Regions from separate parts of the Zea mays genome. Here all the other regions are linked to region 1. A link is a contact called in public Hi-C data. All regions are on one chromosome and are shown on one strand. The core of a region is the stretch at or near the end of the contact, and the rest is flanking DNA. Distances in the headings are between cores, read along the strand shown. Region 1 holds the start of LOC100286162 (plastocyanin-like domain containing protein). Region 2 holds the start of LOC100277266. Region 3 holds the start of LOC100284284.

Region 1 (2,717 bases), core at 109-2,608:
TTCATAGCCTGGGGCTTAGCGCGGTTCGTCTTATTATGTCCTGCCATCAATCTACGCACTCGGATCTAGTTCTGATAGGTCAATAGTGTGTCGCAGGATAGAGGCGCACGAGTCATAAATGTGTCGTAGCCTGAGGGGTTTGTAAGCTATATGAGTGTGCCACATTCCGAGTCATGAGTGGGAGGCGGACCGGTGACTTCGCCTTGGCTCGATGCTAGACGTAGTTAATGCAGCCGGTTATTTATAACGGGTCGGTCTCTTATGACGGTTTACTTATGGCGTAGTTAAAGTTTGAATATGGGATGAAAATGAGAAAGTTGCTGGAGATGGTCTTTGGACGGCTGCAGCGTGGTGAAGAGAACCGGATACCGGGCTACCGACTTGCTAAGGCGCCGTCGTTTCTCATCTTTTTCCTTCCGACTTTGACCATGATGCTCCAAAATATTAGTAGTATTTGTCCATGTTTTGCTATCTGGAACGTCACTGCAAAAGCCTTCCTCGTACTATTAGCCATTTTTGGTTGTCAACAACCTGTGTTATGAATAATAAAAAAAAATCAAGAAAACGCAAGTGCAGCAAAGGCTGCAACCATCGCAACGCCCCACACGGCCACAGCTCCATCGTGTCGCGCTCGCGTCCCCGCCGGCGCGCCGGAGAGTGGCTCGTAGTACGACGGGGGCACCGACGGGAGACCGCGGCCATGTGCCACGCCGACCTGAAACCGCATCCCCTTCCGGCAGTGTTCCCCGTCCAAGGCGTCGGAGAAGAAGTAGTTGGTGCCCTCCGCCGTGAGCATCACGACGAGGAACGCCTCCTCCGGCTTCCACCCGCCGCCGCCGCCTCTCGCCGCGACGCCGGCGCTGCAGAACCTGTACGCCGTGGCGTTGGTCGTGTGCACCACCGTGTTGCTGGTGTCCGTCCTGAAGCCTTTGCGATGGATGGAGCATGCCGCCAGCCACACACGTCAGACACGTCAGTACGTAACCAGCGTCGATCGATTGAGCTCCATACAGAAACAGTAGTTTGGACTTGGGCAGGGGAGGAAGCCGAGGATGAGGACTCACTGAGGTAGTCGCCGAGGAAGAAAGTGCGGTTCGCAGCCCAGGCGGAGTAGTTGGCGGCCGAGGCGTTCGCCTTCCAGTCGAAGATCCACCCCGCGCCGTCGCCCACCGCGTGGTTCGTGCCAAACGGCGGCAACAGTGGCGCCGTGGTGTTCTTGGTCGAGCTCGCCGTTGAATTGGTCACGGAGCTCGGACTCGCTGTCGCATTGCCTGCGGCTGCAGCGGTCGATAGGGTGAAAACGGCGATGACGACTACTCGGAACATCACTGTCGTCGGAATGCCCATGTCTAGCATCTGGCAGCACTTGAGAAAGCTGGTGATATATGTATGATGTGCTGCTAATGCCAGACTACAGGCAGAAGCTTCAGATGCAAAATGGGTGTCTACTCTTGTCAGTGAATTCACCGGTTTATGCGGCGGCATCCAGGTGGGGGCGGCGGCCACCTGGCTAGGTACCATGCTGTGGCCGGTGACTAGATCTATGGACTGTGGTAAAATACTTACAATTGAATATAATGATAATTCTGCCTAGGAAATGGTGTTCATCTCAGATCTGTATAAGATAATAAGTTTAAAAAATTACTGCCCAGCGGAACTTGACAGGAACTTTTCACAGTCGTATACTGCTAATGTTGTGTTGAGTGAATCTACAATCGCTCTAGAGCTTCCAGTTCAAGAAAATACTCAGATGATAGTGATTTGGAGCAACGCCAAGCATTTTGTTTCGATAGTTACTGTGTATTTAACCTCACAAATGTCATATTTTTACATACAACAAAGCTGTAGTCGGTATATCATCTTAACAGTTCAGTGTCCGATAGGTGAGTATACTATACTACAACTCAAGTTTCTAAGATGAAATCAAGTTGTGCTGTATGGCAAAAGCCAAAACGCTCCGTAGTTTATGGCCATGTCCTTAGTTTTTGTGTCTCTGTTTTTCTTCTGCTGTACTGGTCATGCCTTTCTAAGGGTGCTTCAAAGTATCCTAGACTTTTGTTCTTCTTCTTCTTGATATAATGATACACAGCTGTCCTGCATGTCTGAAAAATACAACTTAAGTTTCTGACTTCAAACTGCCACAACACTTGAACTCTTGCTGTGAATTGAACCCTTGCAAGGATGACACAGTCACCAAGATGAGAGGGTTCTTTTTTCCAGTTCAGAAACTAGGACTTGTCCTTTGCACTTCAGCTAATTCCGTTCCAGTCTTGAATACAGATCTTCTATAGGAAACTATTACTAACATATTTTTAAAGAAGTCCAATTAACTGCTGTCACCAGATCCATCTTCACTCTTTGAGTCACTTAGCATAGGCATGAACGCTGCAAGAAGAACAGCAACCTTGTTTGCTAGGAACCCTGCAGTGCCAACAAAGAGGTCGGTGGGTGTGAGCGCAAAGCTGTCGCCTCCAGCACCATACTTCAGTGCAACTGCACCTGCAACCAGTACTAGTGATAGTATCAACCATGGCCTCCTTACACCGCTGAAACTTTTTACCGAAGGCTGTGCACCGCCAGCTTCTGAAGGTGAACCGATCACAGGCAAACCATCAACCGATCTTTGGAGCAGCAACAGGTACAGGAACCCTCCAATGCCACCTATCAGGAACGAATAGGCAGCGCTGTCATTTGAAGCCAAGATGAAGGTAGAGAAG
Region 2 (2,851 bases), core at 190-2,689, 330 kb before region 1:
TCCTAAAATCTTTATATAATAATTTACCATAAATAATTAGAATGCTCCAACTCTAAAAAACGAATGGATACAAGCGCTCTCTCGGATGCGAGAGCTCTCCTCCCTCTCCTATCTTCTACACATTCATATAGCTATTCAACCAAATAGATAACGAAGTGGCAACTAAATAAAAAATGGAGAGGCTCTATTCTGTTTGCTAAACACGGAATAGAACAACTCTATTATAAAAAAACTAGAATGGAGCCGTTCCATTTTAGTTGACTCTCCAGCAAAGTTTCGGTGAAACGTCAACTTCTGTAGAATACCATACACAGTGCAAAAGACGACGATGAAGCGAGGTACTCCCTCACTTTTAAATTGCAAGTCATTCCGATTTAGTCAGAGAATGAAAACATCTCAAATTAGATTAAATTTATATAATAAAAGTGTAACATTTATAGTACCAATTAAGTATCATTAGGTCCTTTACCAATTATATTTTCATCCTACGTTCACCGCCTATTTGATGTTGTAAATCCCTGCAATTCGATCTCTCAGCAACTTCGATCAAACCTAAGATATGCTTTGGCTCTTTAAGAAAATTAGAATGCCTTGTAATTTAAAACCGAGGGAATAGTTGCTGAGGGTGATGCGACTTTGAAAATAGAAGCGGCCTTTGGAAAAAGAAAGGAAAAAACAACAACAAATTGAACCAACCTTTGAAAAGCTGACCAAATTAATTGAATACGATTATTAGCGGATCTGGCAAAAAAGAATTCCAGAACTTGAGACCATGATAATAAAAAAACATGACATATGTATTATTAATGGCCATCTATCAGAAGCATGCTCATAAGGGATTAATTGGATATACTGTATCTGGACTCGAGGATGTCGTTGATAAAGTAGTAGCTAAATAAATCAACATACAGCTAGCAAGCAGATGGAGATGAACATGTAAATGTATATAGTAGTATATGCCTCCGCACCACGCAGTACCTAATCCAGCCACCCAGATTGATGTCAAATAAAGCCAGGCCGGGCCGGGCCGCCGCGCGCCAGCAGCTAGCCTCGCTCAGCCCGGCGGCGACGACGGGCGACTAGCTAGCCGAGGTAAATGTGGACGCCGACGGCGAGGAGGAAGATGGCGAGGAGGGCGAAGTAGATGACGGCGTGGATGAGGATGGAGAGGCCGCTGGTCTGGAAGTTGCCGAACTCGATGATCCGGCCCTTGCCGGGGATCTGGAAGAGCAGGCCCGGGGAGAGCAGGATGAAGAGCACCAGCCCGATCAGCACCGGCCCCCAGTCCGCCATGCCGAGATCGATCGGTCGGTCGATGAGCGAAGCACAGCACACTCTCGGCAGCTCTGTGGCGCGGTGGTGGTGGGTGGTGGTGTGTGCTAGGCTGCTATAGCTACCTCTTGCTCCTCTTGTTGGTTCGGTGTGGTAGGGAGAGTGTTGTAGGACCAGTGGAGAGAACGTGCGTTGCGTGACGCGATATATAGCGTAGTGGCATTTTGCTGAGGGCCGAACGGATGGAAGGTTGGGTTCATCTGACTCATGTTGTCTGTCCATGCTGCGTGGGTAATGCTGGTGTGGGTGGCTTCTCGCTTGCCCCTGTCGATTAAAGCCGCGTGGTTTATTTTCTTTAGGACTAATTTGATGACAAGAGAATTAAGGTCTTGTTCGTTGGTGCCGAATTAATGGGTCGAAACAATTCCTAACCGTTACTAGCTTACTTGGACCTTTCGTTCACCGTTAAAATTCCATCATCAGGGAAGCAAGATAGATGTATGTGACACTTGTCACGTCTCTCTCTGACGCAGACATAGTGACTAACTAAATCGAATGTGTTCAGTAGGGTCGAGATGATGGATTTTTGGTTTATCACGGTAGTGATAAATAGCGCTACCACACACTCACGCGCACAACTCCTAAACACTGTCCAGCAAAATAACGTCTAACTTTCATAAATTGTGACACAAAGGAGAAACTATGAACTTTCATAAATAGGGTCACTTTTCTCCCCTTTTTAGGTGCTACCTTTTGGTGATACGTGTGACTGTATATCCTTCTCAATGTTGAGTGAGCCTGTTCTCTTGTCTTTAATCAGTACCAACTTTTACTTATTATATAATGTCTTTGTCTTTATAAATTACAGCTGTATCAGTCCGAACAACGGATTTGAATACGAATCCAACAACCTAAGTTTTCCAAGTAATACATCGTTATCTTCTACCAAGTGTGACCTTGTCAATTGCATGGTGGTTTTACGTGGGTCGAAAGAGAGGTGTCACATCAGTCATCCTAGTTCGTCTTTTTCCCATGGAATCGGCTTTCAGGTGCATTATAGTCCCTTTCAATCTAGCAACCAACGAAAGGCGCTTCTTTTCATTTTGATTCCATTCACCTAACCTGTACAGCACAACCACTATTTACTATTGAATTCTCGCTGTTTTACTTTTTATTAATCTAAGACTCCTAAGTTCTCTTAAGTTTTAACCTCCAAATCTCTCTCTCTCTCTCTCTCTTTATATATATATATATATATATATATATATATATATATATATATATATATATATATATATATATATATATATATATATATATATATATATATACACACACACACGAGCCAAGCCTGGTCGCATCGAATGGGCCGATCCAGGCGGCCCGTATTTATGCACTGCATTTACGCAAGTGTAATAGTTAGTACAGAAATGCGTAACCAAACGTGGGCCATTTGTCCGAACGTGGGCCGGTGACGTGTAACCCGAAAATTGGGGAAGCACATTTAAACAGACAATTACGATATCATAAATCTATGTATAAATTGCATAACTGGCTGTTACGCCCACCATCAGCGCGC
Region 3 (2,700 bases), core at 50-2,549, 410 kb before region 1:
GGGATGGGTATTGGGGCAGCGAGAGGGCTCAGCAGAGCTAGTGTAAGGCGACAAGCGCCACACCACTGAGGATGGCTGGACTCACCGCAGCGCATCGCGGTCAGCTACAAGCCTACAATTGCACGTGAGAAGTTCAATGTGCGAGGGTAATGCTGTGTTTTCATAATGCTAGCGCAAGGCGACAAGCTAGGGGGGAAAGTTGCTTGTGGGACTGACAATCTGGGCTATGGATTGTTAAAAGCAGTATCCATATGCAAACAATCTTTAGCTGATCCAAACAGACCCTAAATAGATTCCAGAACTTAGTTCTGAATAAGCATTTAAGTACCTAAGAAAAGGATATAATTCTAAAAGAAATATAACAACGAGGGAACAAAGTACAAGTTTCAACTCAATGTATGCAGAGATCAGAGATCTACAAAAGCAAACCGGTAATGCCTACTATTGATGGAATAACTATCAGTGTCATTTTGCATATAAGATCAGAAATGGCCAATATAATTCTGACAAACAGCGCAAACATTGTTACATAATATTAGTAGTAAATTATGAGAGGGGGGGATATAACCTAGTTCAAAAAAACAACTAAACTTGGGCTGCACTACAAATAATACGAAAAAATTAAACACTGATCGCTACTCGCTAGAGTTGCAGAAAGGTACCTCGATGGTGGTTCCGTTCATGCCACACACAAGCACGTGCGCCTTACTTAGTCTGTTCTAGGAAACAGAAATATAACAGTTAGCTCGGAAAGATGCGATGCATGACGAAAACGACTTGGGGAATAAATTGGGGGAGGTCAAGCGAACTTGCGAGACGGCAGCAATGAGGGGGTTTTCACACCAAAATGCAAGCTTTCGATTTGTAATCTATAATTTATTTATAATAATCAAACACAAAAAAAATGGTACACATCCGAAATAAATAAAATACAATAAACCACCCAAAAGGTAGCAACTTTTAGTGACAGTAACCGGCGCCGTGCTCCAAACAAAGATGGAAGAAAAATAGAGCAAAAATTAGTAAAACGAACAGAAGAAGCAGGGGCGGGGGAACAGACAAGAAAGGGCAAAGACGAGGTCTTTGGCGGCTGCGCACCTCTTCTGGGCATCGACGCCCCAGACGCGGATCTGGCGGTCGTAGAGCGCTGTCTCCTGCGCCGTGAGCTCCCCCTCCGCGCCGCCAGCGCCGCCGCCGCCGTCCATCGCCGCGAGCGCCCGGATCCCGAGCCTGAGACGGCAATCCGGGTTAGCCGTCGAGGAGAGATCGTGTGAGGGAGGAAGGGGGATAAGCTGGCGAGGGTTTTGTGAGAGGAAATTTCTCCCTTTTTGCCCCCTCTTGCCCTTTTGACTTTGGACCGGTGCGCCGTCCACGGGTCTGCGTCATCGAGCCGTCCGTCGAGGACGAACGGAGAGCTGACGGTCCAGATTCACGCTAAGGAAGCTTAGTCTAGTTTTTATTTGGCTTGGGATTTGCTATTTTTTATCGGAATACGTATGACAAATCTTCCTGTGATCCGATCTTTGGTGTGATCAATATAATAACAGGAGTAAGCTTGCGTTTTGGTCATTAGAAAACTAAAAATACTTGAGTTGGAAATTTTGGAGGAATAGTAAAAAATTGATGAATGCAGGCATATACCTACGGAAGAAACATATCAAATCGGCCACAAACTTGGGCAGATGATCCATCAGGAACCAAGAAGACTTCACCGATTGCCGGCCTCGAACACTGGTAGTTCGTGTAAGAAGAAAAAAAGGAGGCCTACGCGGCTCTATTTATTTATGTGCGTAGTGTAAGAAACCGAAAGATAGAAGTTGAAGCATTTTCATCCGTCCCTTCGTTTCCTTTGCACCGAGTGCTCTTGGGATTCTTGAGTGGATGAATGAATGAATGAATTCGACGGAGTGCTTTGCACAGTGACCGTGTCTATCCATCTGATGAAAAACGGAAAGGGAATATTTATCTCTGTTACACGGACCTCTGAATGGGATTCGAAATGTATCCCTTGTGATGTAATCGTCATATGCAAGCAATATGGTGATGTAACCATATTGCTATTCACAAAAAAAACATTATGGCGATGTAAATCATAGTTTTTTTACTGAATATTTATATCTATAACACTATATAATCCAGCAGATAAAATTTTATTAAATCCATTCAACCAAATCACTCTTACAATCAATCTTTCCTACGTATATGTCACACCCGGATTTAAGGAACAAAACCGAATGCATCTCATACATGCGCCAAAGAAGACAACATATATAATAACAGAGTGTATAGAGATAAATGTCACAATAAAATCAGAGTATTTATTACATAGCGGAAGTCTTACAAAATAAAATATAAATATAACAGGATCTAACATCCATCCTTGGCGCCAGAAAGCTGTCTGGGAGACGCCACCTAGATCAAGTCGAAAGCCTCAGTGTTAGGCGGCTCCTCTTCAACCACATGTTCTTCTCCTGTGGGGGGGTGTGAGACAGCAAGAGTGAGCTCACATACGTTCATAGCTCAACAAGTCGTGGTGAATAATGTGCATGAACTCACCAAAGGTTGGAGTTCATGTGGAGTGTAAGGCTGATCAACAAAATAGAGGCTGAGGCTGAGCATTGCTTTTATAAGTTGGTCAAAATTTTATTAGCAATTACTAAGTGTAAGTAAATACCAAACCTTAATAATAAATAAAAGTAA

What was found. A called contact is a pair of places that touch in the nucleus more often than the background predicts.
Region 2: a contact with region 1 is called in a Hi-C map of ear, with 3 times the contacts expected there. The contact joins the promoter of LOC100277266 here to the promoter of LOC100286162 in region 1. A contact is called at or near these places in 8 of 25 Hi-C or Micro-C datasets (ear, endosperm, leaf and 2 more).
Region 3: a contact with region 1 is called in a Hi-C map of endosperm, with 2.5 times the contacts expected there. The contact joins the promoter of LOC100284284 here to the promoter of LOC100286162 in region 1. A contact is called at or near these places in 4 of 25 Hi-C or Micro-C datasets (ear, endosperm, leaf and 1 more).

What each region holds. Positions count from the first base shown.
Region 1 is chr4:19,531,340-19,534,056 of Zm-B73-REFERENCE-NAM-5.0, forward strand. LOC100286162 (plastocyanin-like domain containing protein) reads right to left here and starts at 1,359. Exons shown (of 2, transcript NM_001159050.2): 1 at 1,065-1,359; 2 at 487-927. The coding sequence starts at 1,356. The coding sequence ends at 557. It overlaps LOC100384115 (Lipase/lipooxygenase PLAT/LH2 family protein), which reads right to left. Exons shown (of 4, transcript NM_001176703.2): 4 at 1,784-2,717. The coding sequence ends at 2,327.
Region 2 is chr4:19,204,827-19,207,677 of Zm-B73-REFERENCE-NAM-5.0, forward strand. It overlaps LOC100277266, which reads right to left and starts at 1,440. Exons shown (of 1, transcript NM_001320299.1): 1 at 780-1,440. The coding sequence starts at 1,293. The coding sequence ends at 1,084.
Region 3 is chr4:19,117,754-19,120,453 of Zm-B73-REFERENCE-NAM-5.0, forward strand. LOC100284284 reads right to left here and starts at 1,300. Exons shown (of 10, transcript NM_001157179.2): 1 at 1,099-1,300; 2 at 663-714. The coding sequence starts at 1,205.